Regions from separate parts of the Mus musculus genome. Here all the other regions are linked to region 1. A link is a contact called in public Hi-C and HiChIP or PLAC-seq data. All regions are on one chromosome and are shown on one strand. The core of a region is the stretch at or near the end of the contact, and the rest is flanking DNA. Distances in the headings are between cores, read along the strand shown.

Region 1 (3,090 bases), core at 61-2,560:
GTCCTGCCTAGGGTCTGATGGGAGAAGGACAGCAGTCTCCCAACTTGCTCCCTGGTTTTGACCCTGGTCTTTCTGTCTCTTGATCTTCATGTTTTTAGAAGCAAACAATGGAGAAGCTAGAGAAAGTACCCAAGGAGCTGAAGGGGTCTGCAACCCTATAGGTGGAACAACAATATGAACTAACCAGTACCCCCAGAGCTCATATCTCTAGCTGCATATGTAGCAGAACATGGCCTAGTCGGCCATCACTGGGAAGAGAGGCCCCTTGGTCTTGCAAACTTTATATGCCCCAGTACAGGGGAATGCCAGGGCCAAGAAGTGGGAGTGGGTGGATAGGGGAGCAGGGCGGGGGGAGTGTATAGGGAACTTTCAGGATAGCATTTGAAATGTATATAAAGAAAATGTCTAATAAAATAAATAAATTAATTAATTAAAAAAGAAAGTAACAAAAAAAATAAGCTAACACTCTTATGCAGGCACGCCCGCAGGCACGTCCGCACACCCACAAATTCTGCCAGACTGGAAACCTGTCCTGAGACCCTTACCTGTCCACAGGAGCATTGCTCTCTTGGAATGACCTCTTGGGCTGAGGGGACCCACAGAGGCAGATCAGGGTGGGACTAAGAGGGGTATGATGGAGGCTGTCACAAAGGGTCAGTTCTAAAGTTTCTCTAAGCCTTTTGGTCTTATTTCATCAGTTTGTAGAGTGGACAGTCCCTCTTGGCCTCACTTACCCCGGCCCCAAGGTGCAGGGACAGAAAAGAGGGACAGGAAGCTACTTTTGGAGATGTGGAAGCACTGGGGGGGTTGGTGGGAGGGGACCTCTGGGCCTGTGGGGTCCCAAGCAGCCATAGTGAGGGGCAGGCTCTTCTTGAGTCCTGCCCTTGTCTTAGCCGGGCCTGGTGCTGGGAAATGCCTAAGAGGAAGGGGAATCTGGGCTCCCCATGAGTGTTGAGGAAGGTCACAGATCCCACCTGATGCCTGACCTCTCATGGCCCAGCCCAGCTTGCTTTGAGGAAAAGGTGTGGGATGACAGGGAAGTAGAGGGGCTGGGAGCATGCATTATCCCTACAGGTTCTGGGGAGGGACAGACAGTATCTCATGACAAAGGTGGTGGGGGTATGTGTGTGACAGGAGGGGAGTGTGATATCCATGGGATAACTTTTGAACACAGGATTTAAAGACAATCTAGAGGTGCCAAATACTTAAAACAAGAGGCTGCAATCAGGTAATTGCTAAAGGCAACACAGAAGGACCATAGAAATTGTCATGTCATGGACGTAGGGATTGAGCAATCCGAGAGGAAAGGTTAAAGATCATGATGTCCAAAGTTGGCCACGATTCATACAGCTCAAGATAATACCACAATTTCCAGACACAAACAAGTATGTGGCAATGCTAATGTGCAAGCTTGGAGAAAGCTGATAGAGAACTGCTATTTGCCAACATCAGTACTCAAAAAGCCTTCACATTTAGCATTAAAACTGCAAGCAACTTATATTTAGTAAATGTCTCAGGTTTTCCTTGCTGCAACAAAATACAACAGAAAGGCAAGTTGTGGAGGAAAGGGTTTAATTCAGTGTAAGCTTGTGTATTGCTTTTTATCAACAAAAGAATTTAGGACAGGAAATCAAACAGAAGGAACCTGGGGGCAGGAGCCAGTGTAGAGGTATGGAGGAGTGTTAATTTTCCTGGCTTGCTTAGCCTGTTTTCTTGTTGAACTTAGGACCACCAGCCCAGGTATGGTAGCACCCACAATGGTTTTGGCCCTCCCTCATTGATCACACATTGAGAAAATGCCTTACAGCTGGATCTAATGGAGGCGCTTTCTCAACAGTCTCCTTCCTTTGCGAAGAAGAGAAACAAATTAGTATTGCTAACGACTACTACTTGCTTCATATATTTACCATGCTCCCCCTCATTCTCCATCCTTTCTAGTAACCACATTTTTTTTTTTTTTTTAAGATTTATTTATTATTATATGTAAGTACACTGTAGCTGTCTTCAGACACACCAGAAGAGGGAGTCAGATCTTGTTACGGATGGTTGTGAGCCACCATGTGGTTGCTGGGATTTGAACTCTGGACCTTCGGAAGAGCAGTCGGGTGCTCTTACCCACTGAGCCATCTCACCAGCCCTAGTAACCACATTTTTAAATGCTAGATCTTGATGGTATTTACTTATTACATAAGCTCTTTGATTGGTGTGTATTATTTTTGAAGGTATGGAATTTGCTCTCTGAAATAGTGAGTTATTCTTAGAATTTGCATATACCTTGTTGACACTGTAAATTATTTATCTTTAACCCTGGCAAAAATAGCAAGGGCATTTTCCATATGAATTCAGGGTATTATTAGTATTACTAGGAAAGGAAATTCTTTGCAATTAAATGAAAAGGTCCAAAATCATAATGATGCCAAAATTTGTTCAATTGTCCATTTACTCTTTGCAACATGTTGCAAAGCATGCAAAGCCATGACTATTATGGGCTGTTGTAACAAAATCATTTTCAAGCCCAGTTTCAAAATCAGCTATCAATTTTGGCATGTCCAGATAATACTCATACAACATCACTCATAAGTGTTTATCTTCTAAGGTAAGAATGAATGTTAACGATAACTCCTGAAACTGCATGTAGAGATTCATGTCTCCTTCTGTTCCTTCGGTCCCCAACACCCGAATCTCAACCTCAGCTCTGTAGCAGAACACCTAATGTGGTTTCCCTTTCCTTTCTGATCCCATTCTCACCGGATTACAACCTTCTTCACCTCCAACCTTCCTTCCCTCAACTCATTATCCCATGCTTCAACACCAGCAAGTATTCACTAGGAACACAACCATTGAACTTGGTAGAGAAACAGGTAAGCCAAATGAAGATCTTCACTGCTCCCTCCTCCAGTTTAAATCCAATCTTCCAGTCTCATCTCTAGCTCTGTAACAGAACACCTGCTGTAGCCTTCCTCTCCCTCCTCTGCTCTTCCCACATTCCTGTGGATCCCTTTCTTGCTTAACCTCCCTTCCCTACCCTTACTTTGTCCTGGGCCCCAACTCCAGCAGTCACCCACTGCTAACCTAAGTGCCACTCCTGCC
Region 2 (2,909 bases), core at 50-2,549, 65 kb after region 1:
TAAAAGTACACAGTTTACTCCTCTCTAAATCTTCAAATGACACTGTGTAAACATAAATTTATAATCTAGGTACAAATGTCACAACATGCTTTGTACCTTGCCCATGATTCTCATGGTCATGGTAGTTTGTAGCTAATCTTTATTCTTTTGCCTACAGAAATGTGAAATTTATGAATGGCTGGATTTCTGGTTAGTGCTTCATACCTTGTTTCTTACTAACACATTTAATGTACTTATTCTATAAAACAATCACAATATTTTCAAAAATTATGAGGCTAGGTATTTTTAGACAGTCATAAGTATGGTATATTTTTAAAGACTGTCTAACTGCATGTCTTTGTAACCTTATAGGTAACCAGAATGTCTTATATCAGGATTGCTACCTTCTATTTGATCAATTATACGAGCTTTTACAGAGAGTTTGATAGCTAATATAATTACATTTGACGACCTGTAAAAGTCTTCACTTTGCACTTAATGGAAATGCATCCTAACATGCATGTGAAACTTAGAACATTAAGCCTGTGAAGAGAAGCATAACTTACCCAAAGTTTCGCTGTAAAACTGATCCCATTTCTTCTCCCTAAATGTCTGGAACCAAAAGTCAAAATAAAGCATACATATCATATTCTTTACCCTCTCTTTGAATGTCATTTGACCACTTAATCCTGACAAAATTACAGGTACATAAGAGGGAGGGAGAGGGAGTCCTCCACTGTATTTTTCAAGATAGTAGCCAGGAGAGAAGCGAAGACTATATAGAAAAGGAATTTGGAGCAGTTCAGCTATGAGCTCCCCACAGGGACCAATAGCATCTGACAAAATGACATCAAACTTGGATTCCTGGAGTTTTGCCATGAGCTGTTTGTTTGAAACTGTGTCTTTGCAAAGAGTTAAACAGTAATCAGAATATTCATCAAATATATTTTGTAATAAAGGAGAATATGATAAACATGTATCTCTTGGAACCTCATAAGTCCATCTTTCCACAGCCTTTGCAAAAATAATTTCCATGACATCATTACTGAAAGATGTAGGAAAAGTTTCAAACTTAAGGCCAGGCGATTTTTTGGGATCAAGAAAAATGGAAGTTGAAGGTCTCAAAACAGTGACTTCATGGCCCTTCTGTTTAAGTTCATCCAGTATTATCTTTATATTCATCCAGTGACTGTAGTCCACCGGCCATACCAACACCTTCCCACACTTTGCAGATCTGAAGCAGCAACTTATCTGCAGCAGCAGCAGAGCAGAAATCCACTTCCAAAGCATTCTGAAAATCAATGTTCTTCTCTTCAGAGTGTAATCCATCTGTCACTGCTTGACCTTTTATCTAAGAAGCATTTGCCAAGAAGTTAAAATATAACTGGAATTGCTCAAAGCTGATAAGGAAATGAACATTACTGTGTTGGTGGAAAATCATGAATTTATCTGCCCCTTTGAATACCCCAGAGTCTGAAGGCCTCCCAGGAGATCTCCTGTATCCAGGGCAACAGATAAGGGACCCTCCCAAATAATTGCAGCAGTTGGGGACACTGAGGAGCCCAGCAGACTCAGAACACATCACCTCCACTCAAACTCCACCTGCCCCCTAGCCTGAGCCTTCCACCATGACAAATCATCAGCTTGTCTGCTACTGTGAAGTCCCCACAGTCTGAAGGCCTCCCAGGAGATCTGCTACACCTATGGCAACAGATTCCACAGGCTGAAGTCCTCCCAGGATACCTGTTACAGTCAGAGTCACAGGTCTCCCAGGAGATGTGTAGCAACCCATGGACAGATGAGACAGACTACAGACAGAGAAACCTAACCCAGTTAACACCAGAGATAACCAGATGGTGATATGCAAGCACAAGACCACAAGCAACAAAAGCTAACATACTTTGGCAGCATTAGAACCCAGTTCTGCCATCACAGCAAGACCTGGATATCCCAACACACCTGAAAACTAGGATGCTGACCTAAAATCCTATCTCATGAACATAATCGAGTCCTTCAAGGAGGATATAAATACCCCCCTAAAAAAACAAAAAACAAAACAAAAAACAAAACAAAACAAAACAGGAAAACACAGGTAAATAGGTAGAAGCACTTAAAAAGGAAACAAATAAATACCATATTGACGCTGACATCTAAACCACACAAAGACACAACAAAGAAAGAAAACTTCCAACCAATTTTCCTTATTAATATCAATGCAAAAATGCCCAATAAAATTTTAGCAAACTGAACCAAGGAATGTATCAAAACCATCATTCACAGTGATCAAGTAGACTTCATCTCATGGATGCAATGTTGGTTCAATATATGCAAATATTTTAATGTAACCCACTATATAGGTAAACTCAAAGAAAAAAAATCACATGATCATCTCATTAGATGCTAAAAACGCCTTTGACAAAATACAACACTCCTTCATGTTAAAGTATTGGAAAGATAAGGAATTCAAGGTCCATACCTAAACATAATAAAAGTAATATACAGCAAACAACAGGCAATATCAAATTAAAAGTGGAGAGATACTTAAAGCAATCCCACTATAATCATGGACAAGACAAGGCTCTTCCTAACTCTAGCTAAGAGATCAAGGAGGTACAATTTGAAAAAGAAGAAGGTAACGTATCATTATTTGTAGATGATATTATAGTATGCATAAGTGACTCCAAAAATTCTACCAGGGAAACTCTAAATCTGAAAACTTAAGCTAAGTGGCTGGATTTAAAATGAACTCAAACAAATCAGTATCCTTTCATTTCTACAAATGATAAATGGAGTGGAGAAAGAAAATAAAAAAAAATGACACACTTCACAATAGTCAGAAATATATAATATTTTGGGGTAACTCTAACCAAATAAGTGAGAGACCTGTATAACCTGTATAACCAGAACTTCAAGTCTCTCAAAAAAGAAAT
Region 3 (3,134 bases), core at 554-3,053, 110 kb after region 1:
TAGGCCATCTTTTGATACATATGCAACTAGAGTCAAGAGCTCCGGGGTACTGGTTAGTTCATAATGTTGTTCTACCTATAGGGTTGCAGATCCCTTTAGCTCCTTGGGTACTTTCTCTAGCTCCTCCATTGGGGGCCCTGTGATCCATCCAATAGCTGACTGTGAGCATCTGTGGTACATTTTTAAGATAAAAAAAAAAAACTTCAGAAAATACAGTATGTGTGTCCATGCCTCTGTAGAATTTAGGAATTTGCAGTTGAATTTAGGAAGGGACCCAATAAAGAAATGTGGGGCTGGTAGAAATATCTGTTCCACTTTTAAGCTTCGGAAACAACGTAATAGTTTTCAAGATGAGGGGGATTTTTTAATGATATACAAAGAGAATATTTTACGTTTTAATCTTTTCACCTTTATGTATGTGTATGTGCATGAGTATATGTTAAGTTTATGCCAGTGCCTGCGGATATGATAAAGGGAAGCAGTTTCCTTGAAGCTGAAGTTTCAGGCAATTTTGAGCCACTGTGCATGAGTAGTGGCAGGAAGAGAGCTCTGGTACTAAAACTGTACAGAAACAATCCTAACCCTTTGGCCATGACTTGTGGCCCTACATTTTCATTTTAAATAAAAACACTGACTGGCCTAGGCAAGAGAAAATAACTTCTTCAATGTTTTATATATATGTATAAACTAGGTCATTCTTGAATCTCCATTAATCAAGGTTAATTGGTAACTGCTTAGGGAATTATTAAAATAGAGGAAATCTTTTCAGCAAATGAGTAAAGAATCACTTAGGGACCATCTAATTTCATCTCTATGTAATTGCATAGCTAACCAAAATGTCTTCTATCAGGACTGATACTGATACCTTCTCCTGTTTGATCAAATATATGAACATTTATAAGAGTTTGTGAGTTTGATAGCTTATATCATTATACATTTGATCACCTATAAAAGACTACTACATTTTGCATTTCATGGACATAAAGATTTACACACTTGTGAAACTTAGGTTTTCAAGCTACTTAGAAAAAAAAAATTTAACTTACCCAAATACTCACTGTAAAATGAGTCCCATTTCTTATCATTAAACATCTGGAACCAAAAGTCAAAATAAAGCATGCATATCATATTTTTTATCCTCTCTATGAATGTCATTTGTCCACCTAATCCTGACAGAATTACAGGTACATAAGAGGGAGGGAGTAGAAATCTCCCGCTGGACTTTTCAATTTGGTAGCCTGGAGAGAAGCGGATACTGTACAGAAAAGGAATCTGGAGCAGTTCAGCTATGAGCTCCCCACAGGAAGCAACAGGATCTGACAAAAGGACATCAAACTTGGATTCCTGTAGCTTTGTCATGAGCTCTTTGTTTGAAACAACATCTTTACAAAGACTTAGAAAATAATCAGAAAATTCATCAATCATATTTTGCAGTAAAGGAGAATATGACAAACATGTATCCCTTGGCATTTCATAAGTCCACACATCCACAAACTTAATGAAAAAATTTTCCAGATTGTCTTTACTGACAGATGTAGGAAAAGTTTCAAACTTAAGGCCAGGTGATTTTTTGGGATCAAGAACATAGTAAGCTGAAGGTCTCAGAACAGTGACTTCATGGCCTCTCTGTACCAGTTCATCCAGTATTATTTTTATGTTCATCCAATGACTGAATTCCATCGGCCACACCAACACTTTCCCACATTTCACAGATCTGAAGCAGCAACTTATCTGCAGCAGCAGCAGAGCAGAAATCCACTTTCCAGGCATCTTGAAAATCAAAATCCTTCTCTCACAGTCCATTTGCTTCTGTCACTGCTTGACCTTTTATCCAAGAAGCTTCAGCCCAGAGGTTAAACTATAACTTGCATTGCCCAATCTTATATGATCATTACTGTGGTGAAAGAGACAAAAAAGCAAAGAGCGATTTTAATTATTCCCTTTTTACATGAGAGTGATCCATGTCTCTTATGATGGCATGTTTTCAATTAGCCAAGAAATAAAGATCTCTTGTTCAATTATTAATGGTACTAAGATATTAGAATATTCTAAAATGTCTCACAAAACTAGTGACATCATAATATGGCTTGTCTCTTAATTCTCCTCTATATGGCATTGAAAGCACATTAATTTATATAGTTGAAGTTCATGATGACTCTTCGCTTTCTTTTACTGTGACCAATAATTCAAACTCAGTCATGGACTGTTCTAATAATCAATCCAATATTAGAAATAACAGACTTCATATAAAAGGCTGGTTCTAGACATTTTTAGAGACATATTTGAAAGCTAGCTACAGTTCTCTATGATGCTATGTTAACAATAGATGGGGACAGGTTATAGCAAATATTAAGGTTAGGTTAGCTACTAAATGTCATGCTACATTTCAATATATTTGTGTCACTCCATTACCCTACAATGCAACTATTAATTGGAGAAAGACTAAGGCTTGTTTGCAGGGAGTGTGGAAAAACACAGTTATTTCACATATTATAGAGCAATTAAAGACAGAAATTAAAGACAAAAATACAGATATTCCACATATTTTAGTGCAATTAAAGACAGAAGTCATGTGGATACTTAGAACATTGATAAATTGGCCAGCGATTTAAAAAATAATCTAAGTGCATTAAATCCCTTAGATTGGGTTCAGTATATAATCTTGATTGCTATTATAATTGACATTATTTTATCAGTAATCATTGTGTTTCCACTTATCTTTAGAGTTCTTCTGAGATCGAGGTGGGACATTCTGAAACTTCATCTAAAAATTATAAAGGGTGGAAATGCCACACCCACTCAGGTGAAGACTGCATGGCAGGCCCAAAAGCTTGGATGCAGTCTTTAGGCAAAAAAGTTTCACGGAAAATAAGTCTCCTGGAGCCTTGGTATCCTGTAACATAAATGCTCCAAACTTGTCCTTGCATTAGTTGGTGAATGGATCTGTGTGCTTTAAGTATTGTTTTATTATAGGTGCCTCTGAGAAATAATTTGTCAAATACCTATATTCAATAGAACCTGTTGTGGTCCTATATATTAACTGTGCTTGCTTCTTCAGTCTCTGTTAGCTCCTATTTCTCTTGCTTAGTTGATTCAGAGGGACTTATTCTTCTGGTATCATCCATTCACTCTGA

The links. A called contact is a pair of places that touch in the nucleus more often than the background predicts. HiChIP or PLAC-seq counts read pairs in DNA pulled down with a chosen protein or histone mark.
Region 2: an H3K4me3 HiChIP or PLAC-seq map of intestinal villus epithelium shows a contact between it and region 1, with 12 read pairs. The contact joins the promoter of Ugt2b36 here to the enhancer-like site in region 1. A contact is called at or near these places in 4 of 484 Hi-C or Micro-C datasets (liver and nephron progenitors), 3 of 115 datasets of contacts at active chromatin or transcription factors (hepatocytes, intestinal villus epithelium and liver) and 2 of 9 other capture datasets (adipose tissue and liver).
Region 3: a Hi-C map of liver shows a contact between it and region 1, with 9 times the contacts expected there. The contact joins the promoter of Ugt2b5 here to the enhancer-like site in region 1. A contact is called at or near these places in 1 of 39 promoter capture datasets (liver), 8 of 484 Hi-C or Micro-C datasets (the AML12 cell line and liver), 5 of 115 datasets of contacts at active chromatin or transcription factors (hepatocytes, intestinal crypt epithelium, intestinal villus epithelium and 1 more) and 1 of 9 other capture datasets (liver).

What each region holds. Positions count from the first base shown.
Region 1 is chr5:87,026,216-87,029,305 of GRCm38.p6, forward strand. No RefSeq gene overlaps it. Among named protein-coding and RNA genes, the nearest start is that of Ugt2b35, 27 kb to the left of the region's middle. Within about 2 kb of position 1,311, at least 8 of the 459 cell types and tissues checked have an H3K27ac peak or open chromatin away from gene starts, as enhancers often do. A contact at or near this core is called in hepatocytes, intestinal villus epithelium and liver, where this site is marked.
Region 2 is chr5:87,091,256-87,094,164 of GRCm38.p6, forward strand. It overlaps Ugt2b36 (UDP glucuronosyltransferase 2 family, polypeptide B36), which reads right to left and starts at 1,300. Exons shown (of 6, transcript NM_001029867.1): 1 at 546-1,300. The coding sequence starts at 1,269.
Region 3 is chr5:87,138,537-87,141,670 of GRCm38.p6, forward strand. It overlaps Ugt2b5 (UDP glucuronosyltransferase 2 family, polypeptide B5), which reads right to left and starts at 1,804. Exons shown (of 6, transcript NM_009467.3): 1 at 1,047-1,804. The coding sequence starts at 1,770.